3 separate regions of the Mus musculus genome follow, and all the other regions are linked to region 1. A link is a contact called in public ChIA-PET data. All regions are on one chromosome and are shown on one strand. Each heading gives the region's core, a stretch centred on a gene start, on an enhancer-like site or on the middle of the called end of the contact. The rest is flanking DNA. Distances are from core to core; before and after follow the strand shown. Region 1 holds the start of Cd28 (CD28 antigen). Region 2 overlaps Raph1 (Ras association (RalGDS/AF-6) and pleckstrin homology domains 1). Region 3 holds the start of Ctla4 (cytotoxic T-lymphocyte-associated protein 4).

The links. ChIA-PET counts read pairs in DNA pulled down with a chosen protein or histone mark.
Region 2: a contact with region 1 is called in an RNA polymerase II ChIA-PET map of memory CD8 T cells, with 1,933 read pairs. The contact joins the enhancer-like site here to the promoter of Cd28 in region 1. A contact is called at or near these places in 1 of 39 promoter capture datasets (macrophages), 6 of 484 Hi-C or Micro-C datasets (CD4 T cells, CD8 T cells, Th1 cells and 2 more), 9 of 115 datasets of contacts at active chromatin or transcription factors (CD8 T cells, DN3 thymocytes, the SCID.adh cell line and 6 more) and 3 of 9 other capture datasets (adipose tissue, liver and macrophages).
Region 3: an RNA polymerase II ChIA-PET map of memory CD8 T cells shows a contact between it and region 1, with 7,060 read pairs. The contact joins the promoter of Ctla4 here to the promoter of Cd28 in region 1. A contact is called at or near these places in 1 of 15 datasets of contacts at CTCF or cohesin (the NIH/3T3 cell line), 4 of 484 Hi-C or Micro-C datasets (CD4 T cells, CD8 T cells, effector CD8 T cells and 1 more), 5 of 115 datasets of contacts at active chromatin or transcription factors (CD8 T cells, effector CD8 T cells, memory CD8 T cells and 2 more) and 2 of 9 other capture datasets (adipose tissue and liver).

The regions. Positions count from the first base shown.
Region 1 is chr1:60,744,847-60,747,860 of GRCm38.p6, reverse strand. Cd28 (CD28 antigen) reads right to left here and starts at 1,473. Exons shown (of 4, transcript NM_007642.4): 1 at 1,333-1,473. The coding sequence starts at 1,387.
Region 2 is chr1:60,528,953-60,531,966 of GRCm38.p6, reverse strand. The region is part of intron 2 of Raph1 (Ras association (RalGDS/AF-6) and pleckstrin homology domains 1); the gene reads left to right. Among named protein-coding and RNA genes, the nearest start is that of Raph1, 36 kb to the left of the region's middle. Within about 2 kb of position 1,631, at least 11 of the 459 cell types and tissues checked have an H3K27ac peak or open chromatin away from gene starts, as enhancers often do. A contact at or near this core is called in CD8 T cells, Th1 cells, effector CD8 T cells and 1 more, where this site is marked.
Region 3 is chr1:60,907,461-60,910,474 of GRCm38.p6, reverse strand. It overlaps Ctla4 (cytotoxic T-lymphocyte-associated protein 4), which reads right to left and starts at 1,450. Exons shown (of 4, transcript NM_009843.4): 1 at 1,196-1,450. The coding sequence starts at 1,304.

The sequences.
Region 1 (3,014 bases), core at 224-2,723:
AAATAAAACTAACGACCTGCACACATGTGAACTTGCCAACTTCTCTTTTAGCTAACCCCTGTAAAGATTCTAAACAGTGAAACATACAAAGCTTTGAGTCCAACCCAAAAAGTTTCCAAAGAAAATACATGAGTTTATAACAAATGGCTGTCCACAGAGGGCATCAGAAAAGCATTCTGTGTAAAATCACTAATGTTGCATGACTTTCAACAAGGGTAAGGCTTTACTATCTAGTAAATTAAGGTGTCTTAAGTATTCCTTTAAAAGAAAGTTAAGATCCCTTAAACATGATATACAGAAACCTTTAAACATAAATTTTAAAGATTCTTTAGCTGTAAATATGTGTTGCCAAATACTGGAGACCTGCATCCTCTGGAGAAATTATTGAACATTCTCTTCAATAGATGGCCTCCTTCCAATGGTCTCTTCATTTGGAATGGAGTTTATGACAATAAATAGCTCTTACTCATGAGAACCAAAGGTTGTTTAGGGTAAGAACTTTCTAATTGATAAATATATAGCCTCCTTGCCATTGCTATTGGGAACTTGAAGGATTTTAACCTAAATAAACATATTTCAACCAACAGTAAAAGGAAACTTACTGGTGTCTATACCAGCTTTTGTGCTTACTTCAGGATTCTTCTTGGCACTCGCTGAATTCAGGTAGACATACTACTTACATGAACACCATGTTTACTGCTCAAGCCTGAACTAAGACCTCCACAATGTCTATTTCATTTTATCTCACAATGAAATTGAGGTGATGCTCATTTAGGGTCCCGTTTTACAGAGATTTAGGTAGTAAATCCTGCTCCAAACGCCACTAGGGAGAATTGAGATATGAGCCCAGGCAATCTAATCCAAGACCTCTAGAATTTACCTACTCTCTTACTTATCACAGTTTTATAGGATGTAAAAAGTAGAATCCTGACTGGGCGGTGGTGTCACATGCCTTTAATCCTTGTACTCAGGAGGCAGAGGCAGTTAAATCTCTGAATTCGAGGACAGCCTGGTCTACAAAGTGAGTTCCAGGACAGCCAGGGCTATACAGAGAAACCCTATCTCAAAACAAAACAATAAATAAAATTCTGAATATAAAAGTTCTTGGGACTAGTTGTTAAATAAAATGTTACTTCTTCCCAAAGAACTTGTGTTAAAGTTCTATTTGCTGTATTATGAGAATTAGCTAGTTTCTAAATAGTAGCTTGTCAAATTAGCACAAAACTCTAAATGCATTCAAGTTTCACAGGTCACTACAGTTTTAAAATAAACCATGCTGGTCATGAGAACACAAATGAAAACAGGGGGAAAAATGGTATCAAAATTGCTTACCTGTTACTTGAACTGAGAAGAAGTTGAGAGCCAAGAACAGCAGCCTGAGTGTCATTGTTCTGATGAGGGCCAGGGCTGCAGCCCCTCCTCTGTGAGCAAGGCAGAGTGTGGTGTGAACTGAAGTCACATCTGCCAAGGTCTATGACTCTCTGCCATCCAGGGCCACTTTACAGGGCACATGATCAAGGGACTCAAACCACAAGGCTTCGTGACTTTCACACAGGATATTACATTGTTTTTGATGACTTGACTTTTACTTCTTTTAGCAACCAGTCCTTTTTTTCTTTTTTCTTTTTTGGGAGGCGGGGGGGGGGGGTACTGAAGAGAGTGTCAGCCACCACCAGATAATGTGCTCAGGAGAGTCATGCTGATGAGCATCGGAGCTGTGAAATGTGGGCGCTTAGGGCCCAGCAACAACAAAAGCAGACAAACAAGGCATTCTAAAGAAGAGAGAAAAACCTCTCTCAGAAGACAAACTCTTACAGACGAATCCAAAATACAAGGCTGTGTGGGAAGCTGAGAGATTTCTATGCACGTGTTTAAATTCTGCATAAACGTTATGAGATTGAAGTTTGAAATAATCTTAAGGCGATCCTATGGAGTGTATGTATAACTCACTTCTACCAATTTTGAAAACCGCTTCCAAGTACACACTTGGCAAGCACCCAGGCATCTGAGCAGCTGCAGAAATTTCCAGAGCAAAGAGGAAGTCATAAAAACACCATATTTTCTTAGGGAAACAGGAGGTAAACGAAACACCCTTGCTACCTCATGTTCCCTATGTCCCTCAAAGAAACATTTCAAACAGCAGACCATTGGAAGATTCACCACAGAGACACCCGGGGCCTTTGTAACCAGCTCTCCACACCTCTCCCCAACTCCTGGGCCTTCTGTAGACAGGGCTAGCCCACCAGCATGGCCAGCTCCACATTCCTCTTCTAGAGCCATCCTGGATCCCCCTGGTCAGCATCTGTACTCAACAGCTTCCCTGATAGTCTGACTCTTATAGAAGCTATAATCATCGGAGTTTGTGGTTATATGTATCTCATACACATTAGCTTTCTCAAAACTTTCTTGGTGATTTTTTTTCTTTCTTTTCTGATAATCTGAGCTTTGTGAAACCAGCCTCATTTGTGATTTTGTGTATATTTAAAAGAATGATTTATATTTTTTATTCTGAATACAAAAGTGAGCTATATTGCATACGTAAAAAAATTTAGAAAAAAATATAAGCATAAAGTCAAGGTTTACCTATATTCTTACCGAATTATAAAAATACTTAATATTTGAGCCATTACTTTCCATGTTGTTTTGTTTATAGTTTTCAATAGATATGTTATCAATTGTTAATTTCTAAGGCATCCATATATGATATAAATATTTTTATTACATTTTAGCTGGTATATAAAACTTAAATATTAAACGTATCAGTCAAATACCATATGATGTTTTATAGGCATATATACATATTTTATTTTTCGAGACAGGGTTTCTTTGTGTAGTCCTGGCTGTCCTGGAACTCGCTCTGTAGATCAGGCTGGCCTCAAACTTGTAATCCTCTTGACACAACCTCTTAAATGCTAGTATTATAGATGTGGACCATAATACCCGATTCTACTCTCTGATTCTAGGCAATGAATGTTTTTTTGTTTTGTTTTGGTTTGTTTGTTTGTTTTTTTATC
Region 2 (3,014 bases), core at 382-2,881, 220 kb after region 1:
AAACCATTTCTGTTTAATTTACTTCTCTACAGTTCTCTGTGACAGACATGTGAGTGTGGACACATGTATAGAGAGTCCAGAGGTTGACATCTGGTGGATTAGTCAGCATTCTCTTAAGGAACAGAACTGGTAGAATGAATGCATATATATTAAAGGAGGGTGGTTATTAGAGTTTTTACAGACTGTGATCCAGCCAGCAATGGCTGCTCCTGATGGGAAGGGCAAGAATTGGGTATAGGTCTCAGCACTGCCCTTCTGGTGCTGGAGTCCTGGGGGGTTCCTAGAGAGCTTCTGGTGTTCAGTCTATGTTGGAGCCTAAAGAAGTAGATTCTAATATGAGCAAAGGAATAACTTAGACACAGGGTAGATAAACCTGCCAGTGAGAGGGTAGGCAAGCAGGCAAAGAAGCAAAGGCTTCCTTCTTTCATATCTTTTAAGTGAGCTGCCACCAGAATGTGTGGCCCAGATTTAGGGTGGGCCTTCCCATCTCAAATAATCCAATCAAGAAAATCCCTCACAGCTGTGCACAGCTGCATGAATTTTATTTTATTGCAGATGCAGCCAACTTGATACCAGAGATTAGCCATTATATCCAGTATCTACCTCTATTCTTATGGCATATTTCTATTGTAGGGAGGTGGGGTTGCATGCTGTGGAGTATATGGAGGTCAGAGGAGAAGAATCTACAAAGTAGCAAAGACAGTTACAGGTTAAGGTCCTTGCGGTCAAGCCTTAAATTCAATCCCTGAGACCGACATGGTAGAGAGAACCAACTCCACCAGTTCTCCTCTTTTACATGGGTGCTGCAGATCTAAACTCAGGTCCTCAGGCAGGTGTTATAAGCACTAAATGAGCCACTTCTTACTTCTTAGCTTTTTTCTTACAGAAGCAGTGTTATGATAAAGATAATGATTAAGTGTCCAGTTCTATGCTGGTGTGTTGGTTTGAGTAAGAAGTGTTCCCTATAAAATTAGGTATTTAAATACTTGGTTCCAAGTCAGTAGCTCTGATGGAGAGGTTATTGGGGTGGTGTAGCCTTGCTGGAGGAAGTATGCCACAGGGGCATATTTGAGAGTTTAGAACTTCACACCTCTCTGGTTTGCTCTCTCTGCTGTGTCTGTGGTAAAGAAGTGGCCTCTCGGCTTCCTGCTTCTATCTACCCACTGCCAGGCTTCCTGCCATGATGGACTGACTCTTATCCCTCTGGACACTAAACCCAAATAAACTTTTTGCTCTTTAAGTTGTCTCTGTCATGATTTTTTTTCACAGCAACAGAAAGTAGCTAATACAGCTAGGACGAGAAGAAATAAATAGAAATTATAGTGTATAAAGGAAATTATCCAAGGGCTGGCTAGTATATTGTGTCTGTGACCAAGTGGTTGTACACTTGAGGAGGAGGCCAAAAAGAGAAAGCAGTTAGGAAAGAGTCAGACTGCCTTGGCTGAGGTAGGAACTCCACTCAGATGGTAGTTCTCCACACTCAGTATTCTCTTCTCACTTATATTTCAAGTTGCCTAACTTTTCATCTTCGAAATCTGTCATTAAAGAGAAACATTAGGGCTGGTGAGATGGCTCAGGGGTTAAGAGCACCGACTGCTCTTCTGAAGGTTCTAACTTTAAATCTCAGCAACCACATGGTGACTCACAACCACCCGTAATGAGATCTGATGCCCTCTTCTGGTGCATCTGAAGACAGCTACAGTGTACTTAATTAAAATAATAATTAAATCTTTGGGCCAGGTGAGTGGGGGTCTACCGGAGCGAGCAGAGATCCCAACAACTAGATGAAGGCTCACAACTATCTGTACAGATACAGCGTGTACTCATATACATAAAATAAATGAATCTTAAAGAGAAACATTAAAACCAATGCATATCATGACTTAACTATAAACATGTTCGTTTTTACGGATATTTTAAAAAATAGTTGACTTACTAAGATTCAGATTTACTTCATTATTTTAGCTCACTACCTGTGCACATTCGGTGTTAATCAACTTTAAGTTTCAAATAGTTAATGATTCCTCAAAAACAGCTGAAAAAAGATTGTATATTGGGCATTTTCCTGGAAGAAGATCTGTAGGATTTTTGCAGATTCCTAGCAACCTCCCCAAAGGTTAAAACTCACCATACTATATTACTAATTTCTTGACCTTAGGAGAGTGTTTCTCAGTATCGCCTTCTTTGTCTCAGCACCATGGGCAGGTAATTAAAAATACATATTCATTTATTTGAACTGGAAAGAAGTTGACTTTTCGTAAATTGCTTCTGAAAAATTATGTCTAAGGTTAAAGAAGAATTTCTCGGCTGTTTTTTGAAATAAAACACTGAGTAGATTGAGGATCACATTCATTTGATAGCATCAAAATCAGGATGAAGGACTAGAGAAATAGCTTAGTAGTTAAGAACACTGGCTGTTCTTGCAGAGGACAGAGGTTTGGTTCTCAGCACCTGAGTAGCAGCTCATAACTGTAACTCCAGTTTTAGGGGATCCAGCTACCTCTTCTAGCCTCTGCAGGCACTACATGCACACATGGCACATATCTTAGTCAGGGTTTTACTGATGTGAATCGACACCATGACCCAGGCAACTCTTATGAGGACATCATTTAATTGGGGCTGGCTTACAGGTTCAGAGGTTCTGTCCATTATCATCAATGTGGGAGCATGGCAGTGTCCAGGCAGGCATGGTACAGAAAGAGCTGAGAGTTCTACATCTTCATCTGAAGGCCGTTAGAAGATTGACTTCCAGGCTTCTAGGATGAGGGTCTTAAAGCCCAGGCACACAATGATGTCACACTTCCTCCAACAAGGCCCTACCTACTACAACAAGGCCATACTTCCTAATAGTGCCACTCCCTGAGCCAAGCATATTCAAATCATCACAGTACAATTAGATACATTCAGACAAAATACTCATACACATGAAAATGAATCTTTAGAAACAGAATGGAGATGGGGACTGACTGTATATGTCTCCCCAGCCACAGAGACCGGGTGCCATTCCCAGTGCC
Region 3 (3,014 bases), core at 201-2,700, 160 kb before region 1:
CTTCTTTCTTTTTCCCTCCCTTCCTCCCTTCCTTCCTTCCTTCCTTTCTTCCTTCCTCTCTTCTCTCTTCCTTCCTCCCCTTTTCTTGTCTTTCTATCACTTTGCCTTTCTTTCTTCCTTCGACTTAAAACTATTCCATCTTTAAAATAATTAACTAATTTATTTTCCCTTTACTTACTACTTCTTCTATTCTTTGAGATTAATATAATTACATTATTTCTCCTTTCTCTCCTCCAAACCTTCTCATGTACCCCTCCTTGCTTTTCTTTCAAATTCATGGCCCCCCTTTTCATTATTTGTTGTGATATGCACAGACTATAGTTATAGTCATTCTTAATGAAACCTGCCCATTCTATATGTTATTTGCTTTTTGTTTTGAAGGCTGACCATATGTTATTGGATAGTCAGCTGGTGTGCTTTTCCCTTGGCAATTTCCTACTCTCCATATTCCTTGGCTTCCTGTAGTTATTGCTATAGTGCTGAAGCATCTTGGTCTTTCCCCATCCACTTGGGTATGTCTATTGTTATTCATGTCCTTATTCAGCTCAAGTTTAGGCAGTCGTGTTGGTGAGACTTTATGGGTGTACCATTTGACATCCTAAGAGACACAATCTCTCAGTAAACTCTATGTACCTTTGGCTCTCATAGTCTTTCTGCCCCCTCTTCTGCTATGTCCCCTAAGCCTTAGGTGTGATAATTTAAAGAACTAAGAGTGTCTCAAAATCTTAAAGTGAATGAGGAAAACTTCTTATTTATTTGAATTTAGGTAAGTTTTGGGGGTGGGATTGGGGGTAAGGAGAAAAACCTTAATGTTACTGTGATATCAAGATCAAATGTACTCACGATTTCAAATGCCCCCCTTAAATCTCTTAACTTTACAGGATTTTCTAGCAGTGACAAAGAACTTGTTCTCCCCCATATGGGACTTAAGGAACTCTCATGGTTCCTTAAGTCCCAGCTGAGATCCCAGCAAGCTGCTGTGGCTAGTCTCAGCTCCTTCGCTACTGCTAGACCTCCTATATTCTTCTTGGAACTTGTCTGTAGGAAGCTGTTAAACCAAAAAGTAGAGGGTTTGGCTTTAACTTCTGGCATTTCTATAAATCACTGTCCTCAGCTTCTGAAAGAAAAAAAAAAAACGAAACCCATGTAGGAAAAACACCTCCTCCACCTCCATGTTCCAGAAGTCTCCACTCACCTTCAGAGAAGACTGGGATGAAAAGAAGAGTGAGCAGGGCTACAAAAGGCCAAGTCCTAGAAGGCAGCTGCAGTTGAGCTTTGTACCTCCGGAGTCCAAGACAAGCCATGGCTGGGGGGCAAATGTGCTGAGGTCCTCAGGGAGCAGAGTAAAACCCAACAGGATCCAGAAGCCTTGAGATGTGTTTGAACCCACACAGACTCGGGGACTTTATATAGACAGCTTTGATCCAAGGTACGTGCTACATATGTGTAGTGCACACACAGGACACCTGAACAGAGAGCCTTTTTGTTTTGGTTTTACGAGAAAGGAAGCCGTGGGTTTAGCTGTTACGTCGTAAAGACGACCTCAAATATTCAAACTAAAACTGAACAAAACAAGCAAATCCATGGATGGAAAATGTACTCAACTTGAAACTGAAGCTTCGAGTCACCTCTGAGGACCTGGAGACGTGGAGTCTTGGAGAGTATAATTTCTGTAGTACAAGGAATCCCTAAATCCCAGTCCCAACTTTATCCAGTCATCTGGTCATCTTTAATCCCCCAGTACTCTTACTTAGCGTCCCATGGCCATCCCTCTTAGTCCTGGAGCTGATGTCTGAATTTCTCTTTGGAAGGCACCAAGAAAAATTGTGTCCTTCTATGAGCCCCTCAGTACACAAAAGGGTTTATTTTTGCCTAACTCCACTTAGTATTTTACTGAGAGAAAAATGCCAAAATCACAAGAAATGAAAGACACACACACATTTGTACATGCACATGCATGCACACATATGCACACACAAACACACACACACAAAACAGGGAAAGGGGCCTCTGGTTTTGTCCGTTGGGAAATAAACCAGATGCTTTTAAAACTGTAACAACGGCAAAATAAAGTTGTGGATGGCCCAGAGAAAGTCAATCCAAATGAAAAGACATTTAAAACCTCCACAGGAGGATGGGCTTTTAAAAAAAATAGTAAAAATTTTCAAAGGTAGAAACTTAAAACTTGGAGGCACAGCTCAGTGATAGAGACGTAGTTCATATACCTCAGCAATGAAGACACAGCTCAGAGGTATAGATGTAGCTCAGTGGTAGAATACTTGCCTAGTATGCAGTAGACCTGAGGTTCAATTCCCAGCACCACCAAAACTAAGGATATATATTACCAGAATTCTTAACCTAAGCTGTAAAGAAGGGCAAACATTCAATCATAAATACTATGGTATTTTTATAATATTAAAATTATTTAGAATGTTCAGTATTTAAAATATTTAAGTATTCTCTATATTAATGCATATTAGATAGTTAGGATAATTAATACACACATATTTGTAGTGCATTTTTAGAAGACTATACATTGAAGACTTCTCTTAAGTCTGGGAAGCTCTCATATAGTTCAAGGATGAGAGGGGTGTTCACTGCAGATCTATAACATGCTATGAATTGTGGGCACTTGGGATGGGATGATGGCAGGATAAAAAAACCTAGTTGGTTGCCTGGCATGGCAGAGGATGCCTTTAATAAGAGCTCTTGGAAGGCAGTGGCAAGTAGATGCTCCCTTGTTTCTGTGGTTTCCTGCCATCTCTGCACCCCATCAGAAGAGGCTCTGTAGAGTCGGGACTGTATGCTTCCTTTAGAGCCTGCCCACTAGCATGTGCTCACACAGGCCTTTCATTCTGCATGCCATTTCCCACCATGCTTCCTTCGGGTCCTATGACAATGACACAAGCTTCCTACGCTGTATTTGCTCCTTCTATTTTGTTGCCTCCTCTCCACATCCCCTAGCATTTAGCTGAGGTGTCAACACCCTAAGAAGCTGCTTGTGAAGTGTCTCT